3 separate regions of the Triticum aestivum genome follow, and all the other regions are linked to region 2. The links are chromatin contacts, called in public Hi-C maps. All regions are on one chromosome and are shown on one strand. Each heading gives the region's core, a stretch centred on a gene start, on an enhancer-like site or on the middle of the called end of the contact. The rest is flanking DNA. Distances are from core to core; before and after follow the strand shown.

What was found. A called contact is a pair of places that touch in the nucleus more often than the background predicts.
Region 1: a contact with region 2 is called in a Hi-C map of leaf, with 5 times the contacts expected there. The contact joins the promoter of LOC123070200 here to the promoter of LOC123070205 in region 2. A contact is called at or near these places in 2 of 5 Hi-C or Micro-C datasets (both in leaf).
Region 3: a contact with region 2 is called in a Hi-C map of leaf, with 9 times the contacts expected there. The contact joins the promoter of LOC123070209 here to the promoter of LOC123070205 in region 2. A contact is called at or near these places in 2 of 5 Hi-C or Micro-C datasets (both in leaf).

The regions. Positions count from the first base shown.
Region 1 is chr3B:430,455,804-430,458,503 of IWGSC CS RefSeq v2.1, forward strand. It overlaps LOC123070200 (carbonic anhydrase, chloroplastic), which reads left to right and starts at 1,428. Exons shown (of 7, transcript XM_044493270.1): 1 at 1,428-1,733. The coding sequence starts at 1,566. LOC123065468 (a long non-coding RNA gene) reads left to right here. Exons shown (of 3, transcript XR_006431046.1): 3 at 372-589.
Region 2 is chr3B:430,694,167-430,696,866 of IWGSC CS RefSeq v2.1, forward strand. LOC123070205 (dual-specificity RNA methyltransferase RlmN) reads right to left here and starts at 1,421. Exons shown (of 9, transcript XR_006433536.1): 1 at 1,141-1,421; 2 at 941-1,043. LOC123070206 (a long non-coding RNA gene) reads left to right here and starts at 1,564. Exons shown (of 2, transcript XR_006433546.1): 1 at 1,564-2,347.
Region 3 is chr3B:430,919,390-430,922,089 of IWGSC CS RefSeq v2.1, forward strand. LOC123070209 (5'-deoxynucleotidase HDDC2) reads left to right here and starts at 1,328. Exons shown (of 8, transcript XM_044493284.1): 1 at 1,328-1,773. The coding sequence starts at 1,513.

The sequences.
Region 1 (2,700 bases), core at 178-2,677, 240 kb before region 2:
TCTTTTATCAGAATGCACTGCGATGGTTCGGATGCTTGCATACGGAATTCATGGTGATATTGTTGATGAGTATCTCCGCATGAGTGGGTCCACATGCCTTGCATCATTGTACAAGTTCTGCAAGGCTGTGGCAACAGTGTTTGGCCCGGAGTACTTGAGAGAGCCAAATGCCATAGATACAAGCCAGTTGTTAGGGATCAGTGTAGAGAGAGGCTTTTCGGGAATGCTTGGTACCATAGATTGTATGCACTGGGAGTGGAAGAACTGTCTGTTTGCCTGGCAAGGACAATATAAGAGGCATGTGAAAGCTTGCACTTCATACTTGGAAGTTGTGGCTGCACAAGACCTCTGGATTTGACACTCCTTTTTAGGTATGGTTGGGTATCACAATGACATCAACGTGCTACAACGCTCTCCGGCATTTGGAAGGCTTGCAGAAGACAATTGCCCAGAGGTGAACTTTGAGCTCAACAACCACCACTACAACAAAGGATACTACCTAGCTCATGATATCTATCCTCATTGATCAACTCTTGTGAAGACAATCTCCAATCCGATAGTAGAGAAGAGGTCTAGGTTTGCCCAAGCACAAGAGTTCATCCAATTTCATACAGAAATACATGATTAGGAAACTCACATCCAACTCCAAAATGACTTGGTTGAGCACATGTGGGCTCACATTAACAACCAATAGATGTATTTGTTCTTTTTCTTTTAATGTATTTGTGACAATTTAAATATGGTTGTAAGTTATAAAATATGGTTGTAAAGTATTTATTATTGTCGTGTAAAACTATGTGATTTGCTTGGTTGTGCAATGTTAGTTCAAATATATGCATAGAAAAAATTGTGCATATTTGGCCGCTGGCCGACCGGGCGAATCAAATGGGTCGGCGGATTGAGCGCACTTCCCACGAAAACATGAACGAGGCCGGCCACCGCCTCTTTGACGGACCCAATGGACAAAAGACGGATCAAATCCGCATCCGTTTGAATCGTCGCCTTAGAGTTAGCCTTATCTCCCCTTTATTGACGTGAAGATGTTTACCATAGCTAATGATTCACTGAGGCACATCCTGATCACACACTTTTTCTTAGCACATTCTGATCACACACTTCACCCAGTTCATCGCGACCACACCTCACCGTCGGCCCAGGCCCAAGCCCTTGACAATTGATAGGCGGCGGAGGCCGCCAGCAGGCAGAGGCAGGTAGCGGCATACATCCACGTCCACATCGTCATCCATCTCTCTCTCTCAACCGCACTCCCACCTCCCCAACGCCGCGCATTCAAATCCTTGATTTTCCGGCCCCATCCTCCCGCGTGTGGACCAGGATCCGTGCCGCGCGAACCGTTGGCCACGATCCAGCGTCGCGTTATCGCGAGCCTATCCGGTGTCGCGCCGGGGGGATGAGGGCGCCCCGTGCCAGTGGCCGGGATCCACCGGCCGTGGCGAGCCGCACGCCGCCGCGCGCACCCGGCCTTGTGCTTGTCCGCACGCACGCGCTCCCAGCACTATTTGTTGCGCGTATAAGGAGGGCAGCAGGCACTGCCCATCTGCACAATGTCGACCGCCGCGGCTAACTGGTGCTACGCAACCGTCGCGCCCCGTGCCCGCTCCTCCACCATCGTCGCCAGCCTCGGCACCCCCGCGCCCTCCAACTCCTCCTCCTTCCGCCCCAAGCTCATCAGGAACACCCCCGTCCAGGCCGCGCCCGTCGCACCCGCATTGGTACGTACGTTCGCAGCTGCATGCACCATGCATATCGTTCCTCTATCCGGCCGGCAGAGCCCTTGTTAAGCTTAGCTAAGTTTGGCATCATGGCGTGTCCTTTGCTGTTTTGGGAACGACGTACGTGGGTCACGGGTCCCTTTGCTCCACGCCACATGCCTAGATCTTCTTCCCAGAATATGGGAGAACGGCAACCAAAATGCATGTGATGGCTCAACCAAATGCACCTTATTTTCGAGCTCAAAAAACCAAAACGCATTACTGCTGTACAGTTGACCAGCTCTGCACATGGGGCTTGCATGTCACCATGATCCCCTACACTCTTGCAACCTTTTCTATTTATGCGAAAGCAATCATTGAATATTATATACGTGGATCTAACAGACAAATGCATTGTGTTTTTAGTCCTCTCTGCATCCACCATCAACATGCATGTCAACAAACTCTCGATAGAATAATGCGGGACGAACGGGTTTCCAAAGAGGTGGCCAGCGATAATGTTAATTTAACACAATAATGTGCTCTGGATTGAAAATAACTCCACAAAGTCTCAAGTGTACAGGAGAAAGTTTATACTAGTGCAGAAACATGTAGCGGCAGCTTTTCCTTAAAGCGGCAAGGTGGAGTCTATCGGGCATTATTGCTAAGACTGAAGGGACACCAATTACTCTATGTTTCTAGCACTCTCTTGGTTCTTGGAGAAAAATGACCATCCTTTGGCTTTGATGTTGAGTAGTTTGACTTTGATTCTCAAAAGCTTGCAGAAATACTAACGACTAGGTCATCCACTCCGTCAGCTTCGTATTTTTTTTTTATTTTGGATAAGAAGCTTCCTATTTTCCTCTTTTTGAGTTTTCAAACACCGCCAAGGCAAGTTACTACTACACTAAATCCAACTCGAAGGTTATAATAAATCTTCATTTATTTCAGTAAAACAAAGAGTAAGTGCAGAAACATCAAACTTTTG
Region 2 (2,700 bases), core at 171-2,670:
TTTCTCAAACACATGCACACAAGTAACTAGTATGAAGCTCTGTAGGTTTATATCAGTAGTAACAAGCTTACATTATTCTACATATGGTGCCTCTTTCTATATAGAGGTTTTAGGTCGGTGCTATAGTAACCGAACTGCTACGATAACCGACCTAGGCAGCCAGAGGCGGGTCCACCATGGGGCCTGGGTGTACAGCTCAGCTTATCTAATCTTCCTTAACTACAAGTCAACTAAGACCAAAATATCCTTAAAAAGCTGCTAATACAGGACATAAGGAATATCCTAACACATTTTACCAAACTCAAATTGACTTCTTGCTCTTCCATGCATGCATCTCTTTGGTAAAAGACAAGATTAACTCTAATAGTAATTATGTATCGTAGATGAAGCAATAGAAATCATGTTAAACACCAGTTAAGTGATAGATATAGTGATTCAAAAACTAGTACTGAACCTAAATCTTTCATGGATAACGAACTTGGTGATTTTGAACTTTTTGTGAAAATAGTCATCCGGCATGAAGTAGTTTCTGCAGTCAATTTAGCTAGCACGAACTTAATACAGTCAAAGGATATGCTTGCAGATGTTCATACTGTTGTTTTTGATGCATTGTAAATAGCAAAAGAAAACCAGATATCTCCCCACAAGGAAAATAATAGCATTAGCTATGATAGCACTTCGAAATTATGTTTCCAACAATATTTCTTGCAAAAAACCAGTTGAAGATTCTGTATCAAGGTATGCTAGAACAACTGAAGGAGGCACGTTTCAAGTAGTAAAAAACAGACTAGCAGCTATAGGTCTCAAGTTTTGAGCAAGACGTTATTCTTGGCGAAAATTGTGGTATCATTTGTCAGACTGAGCTTCAGATTTCGCACCAGGCCCCGCATTTCTCAAGTGCCGACGATAATTCACGGGAAGAAATAAAACTCAAACCTACCAGCCAGCTCGTCGTGGCAATGCGCCCAGACGTTGTTCCCGTAGAGGCATTTCCACAGCATCATGGCCTGTCCCGGTCGGAATCCTTGCGACTGCACCCATTTCTGAGGAAACCCGTGGCAAAATCAGCTCGAACACAAGGGTAGGCCAATGGCTGACAGACGAATCTACGAAACTTGAAGATTGAGAGGGGGCTCTTACCTCGAGCTCTGGGTAGTCCATCCCCTTAAGCATGACCCTGGAGCCTGGCTCGTAGCGGCCGGCGGCAGGGGGCTGTCGGAGAGCGGAGAAGAGGCGTCGCGGCGGGGTAGGGGAGAAGTGGGCGTGGAGGGAGGAGGCGCCCCACCGGAGAAGAGGCAGCGCCGCCATAGGAATTGTTGGTTTGGTATGGTTCCGCGGAGGGATTTTCCTTTGGACCCTCTTATCTGACGCTGGACACATCCTGCATTTCAAACCATCTTATGCCATATCTTTATTTTTAATGTCTGAGTTAGTTGAATAGTATTCACGGTTTATTTTTATTTCATTATTTCAAATTTTTTTATCGCTAGTTTTTTTCGTCCCCTCCTCCCACCCCATTTCGTTTCATCCTCTCACACAACGAAAAATATCTGAACAGATCAGAACTTTTCATGTTGGCGTAAGTTATTTAGTAATGTTTTTATATGAAAGAATCAATCACAATCAATCTCTAAAGATCAAGTCTAAATTAATTAGCCCTACCTTGAATGGCTCAATCACATTTATTGGGAAACAAATGACTGATTTTAAGAAAATTAATGGGTCGTCGCTCTCTGGATCAAACTCCTCCCTCGATCAACGCCGCGTGTTTTCTCTCTTCCTCCAACCTGGCTAGGGTTCCCAGCCCCATCTTCTCCGCCGCCGCCATGTAATCCTCTCCGACCTCGCCTGGAGCAGCCAGCAAGATGCCGCCGCCGTGGCCGCCTCTCTCCCTTCTCTCCTCTTTTTCCCTACCTTTCTCTCTCCTCTAAAGTCTAAACTGTGTGCAGGTCCTCTCCACAGGTGCTGCCATGGCCGTGTCATGGAGCTCGCCCCCGTGGGATGCATGCCCCTCCAATGACGCCCTGTCCAGGTCCTCTGGATCCCGATTTGAGTGTGTTATTTTGCGTCCGATCCTGATTTGGACGGCATTTTTTGAGGCACCGCGAGCGCGCTGGACGGCAAAAAGGGTTGCGTCAAGGAGCGACGCATTGTTGTAAGCCTGTAGCACACCATTGTTGCTACTCCCACCTCGATGGTCTATCTCATGGGTTGCAGATAGGATGTGATATTCTGCAGCGTGGACATCGCCTAGCAATCAGATTTGATGTTGAGAAAGATCCGGCAGGAAGATCTCATCCTGGAACCCAGGAGTGCTTGATTTGATATTGAGAATTCTACTTGCTAGGTATGTACATAGATAGCGTACGGTGTATCCAAAGCTTTGTTTAACCTGAAATTTGTTAAAGCTAATCTCAGATTTAGTAGAAGCCCACAGCGGTTGCAATATTAGAGTTATATCTAGTGTGGGCAACATTGAAAAATTGCATATATCTAATCATCGTATGTGTTATCACCTCTAAAACTGTGCAACATTACTACAAGATAAATCCACGAAGCAGTGTAATACAATTTAAAGAACTTTTAAGCCTTTTTCGAGCAATTAGTCTCCACCTTTCATGGACGGAAGGTGCTTTTGATCTTCTGATTAGTTCCTCCAGATTAGGTTTTGTTCTGCTTGTCAAAGGTTTGTATATGACT
Region 3 (2,700 bases), core at 78-2,577, 230 kb after region 2:
GCTCAAGCTCGAGCAATACATTTTCTACACCTAAAAATAGCTCTAAAACGTATAAGACGTTCAATTTGTTCGTCACGCTCACAATTAGGCTTCAGTTGAAAATGCGAGGATCCCGCCCAATTCTCGAACACACCATTCGTTTCGCGGAACCAGCCCCATCGAGCACGGCGGTCCGGAATCTCTGATACGCCTTGAGTGATTGCCCATGCAATGACATGTCCGGGTTTTGTCAAGTCCAGCTCCCGAAATTCTTCTTTGTTGACAGAGAACCCAACCTCCATTGCCAAAACATGTCTGCAAGCATATTCCATCTCATGGAGCTCATGAAGCATCTTCTTTTTTTCTTTCACAAGCCTCCGGTAGACTTTTTCTCCTTAGGATCACAAGGTTCCTTGATAATGTAATACTTGCTAAAATCCATCATGGCCACATTTGCATCATCATACTTTAAACATGCTTCAAGCTCCCTCGTCATACCATGCTGTCGCTCCGGTACAACTTGCTCACACACTACACCCAGACTCATAGCTACAATGTCCATACCAAATATAAGGGTTTAAGATGACAATCAACAAAATAAATCAAATGGACCACACCACTTGGTTACTATTAAGGTGATCTTGATCTTCATTATTTTCTTAAGCCTAACCATAACCCCAAAGATGACCACTAATCATAGCACTAGATCTAGATACACAAACAATTCCAGGCACATAATACATAAGCAAACATAACCCCAAATGCATCATACTAATTGATTTGACCACACCAAAATGATGAACTAGGGTTTGAGAGGTTATGAGCTAATGCGCACAAAACCAAGATTTTAACCAATCAAAATGAGGGGAACTGAGAGAGGTACCTTGGATGATGAAAGTGCTACGAATCCAGCGGAGAAATGTCAACCAAATGAGAGAGATTTGAGAGGATCTTGAACTCGGTGGAGAGGTGAGGTGTGGGGTGTGTTGAATGAGTGTGTGTGGGTGGGTGGGGGGCAAAGGTCCCTCCTCCCAACCTTATCCACCCCAGAAGCCTACAATCAGGACCCTGACGATAGGTGTTAGAAGCCTACCGCTAGGGTCCCTGGCGGTAGGCCCCTTTTTCACGTCAGTCAGAGCTAACGGCCGTTAGGCGCCGTGCCGTCACCTACCGCCACGGCACACGGCGGTAGGTTGTGGGGCCTACCGCCAGGACCCTGCGATAGGCAAAAGAGTCATATTTCAAAAAAAAAAAAACATGGGTCAGATCCTTAAATAAGACAAAAAAGTCAAAACACGAAATTTTGCCTATTAGTGACAACACGGACGGCTGGATGATGACGAGGGGCAAGGTTGGTTCGACAGCGTGGGCGTCCGATTCGACTCGACGTCTGCCGTCTGCCCTGTTCCACAGAAGCAGGAGGGGCGAGCAAAGGACGGCACAAGAGGAGAAGGAAAGCAAAGCCGCCGCCGCCCGCCGATTCCTCCGCCTTTTCCACTGATCCCCTCCAACCCGGCGACCGCGCTCCCTCCGATGGCCGTTAGCTCGCGGCTACCCGCCCCTCCCGTGCGCGGCCTCCTCCGCCGCTCACCGCCGCGTATCCTCCCTCCGAGGCGCCTCGCTTGTGGTGCCCGCGCTGTCTCCGGGAGCCCTGGACCAGGCGGATCGCCCCTGCCCAGGCGGCCGCCGGCGCCGCTAGACGCCGCGGCAGTCGCGCCGCCCTCGCCGGCGTCCTCCGCGGCCTCGTCCGCCGCCTCGGCCATCGATTTCCTCACTCTCTGCCATAGCCTCAAGGTAAACCACGCCATGCTTGCTCCTTCCTTTGCTGGCATTACGTGCTGTACCATCAGATTAGTGATACTCCTAGGTCCTAGCCAAAAGAGTATACCTATAATTTTGATACACCTTTGCTAACTTGAGCTAAATACCGGGGAGCACACAAAAACGATACTCGATCCGAGCAGGGCTTCATATATGCAATTTTTGAAACGATCAACTCGTATAGTGAATTGGTGATTCATGACGTCTCACTATGGCTGCTCAGCTAACAATGTCTAATAAGTAGTATATGATGTGTAGTGCATGAACATGGACTCCGTTTTCAGTTCATGCCTTCATGCCCCCAGATCTCCAGCAGATCACCTATCCACTACATAAAAGCTCTCAATAGTCGAGTATTTCTTCCTCCAACAGATCCCCTATATGGCTGCCAATGCCTAAAAAATTTGGGCGGCCAACTAAAAACCAGGCCCAACCTCCTACATGTAGGGGTGCCCCCTCCCTTGGTGAGCTGAAATTTCAGCCCCTAGTGGCTGAGGGCCATTGCTGCCTCTTGCTGCGCTGCCTTCCCCAGCTATCTGCCACCACCAGAGCTCCGTCCACCACTGCACCATCCCCTCCTCACCCCTGCCACCTGTTTCTCCAGGGTGCACCGCCTTCTGTCCCCTCTGCACAGCCACCGCCTATCCGTAATGTGTGCGCTGCCGTCCTGTGCCCGCTGCTAGAGCTACTTCATGTGCTATTATGGCTCCCTGTCCCCACGTTGCCTCCCCTCCACGTGGGCCGAGCTTGGCTGCTGCAAGTGGCAACACGGCTGCTTCGAGCTGCAGCGCTGTTGAACGTGCTCCAGAGCATCCCAAAGGTAGGGCAGAGCAAGGCGATGGACAACCGGAAGGTGGTGCAGGGCACTGCTAATGGAGTGGGTAGGAAAAATAATAATTC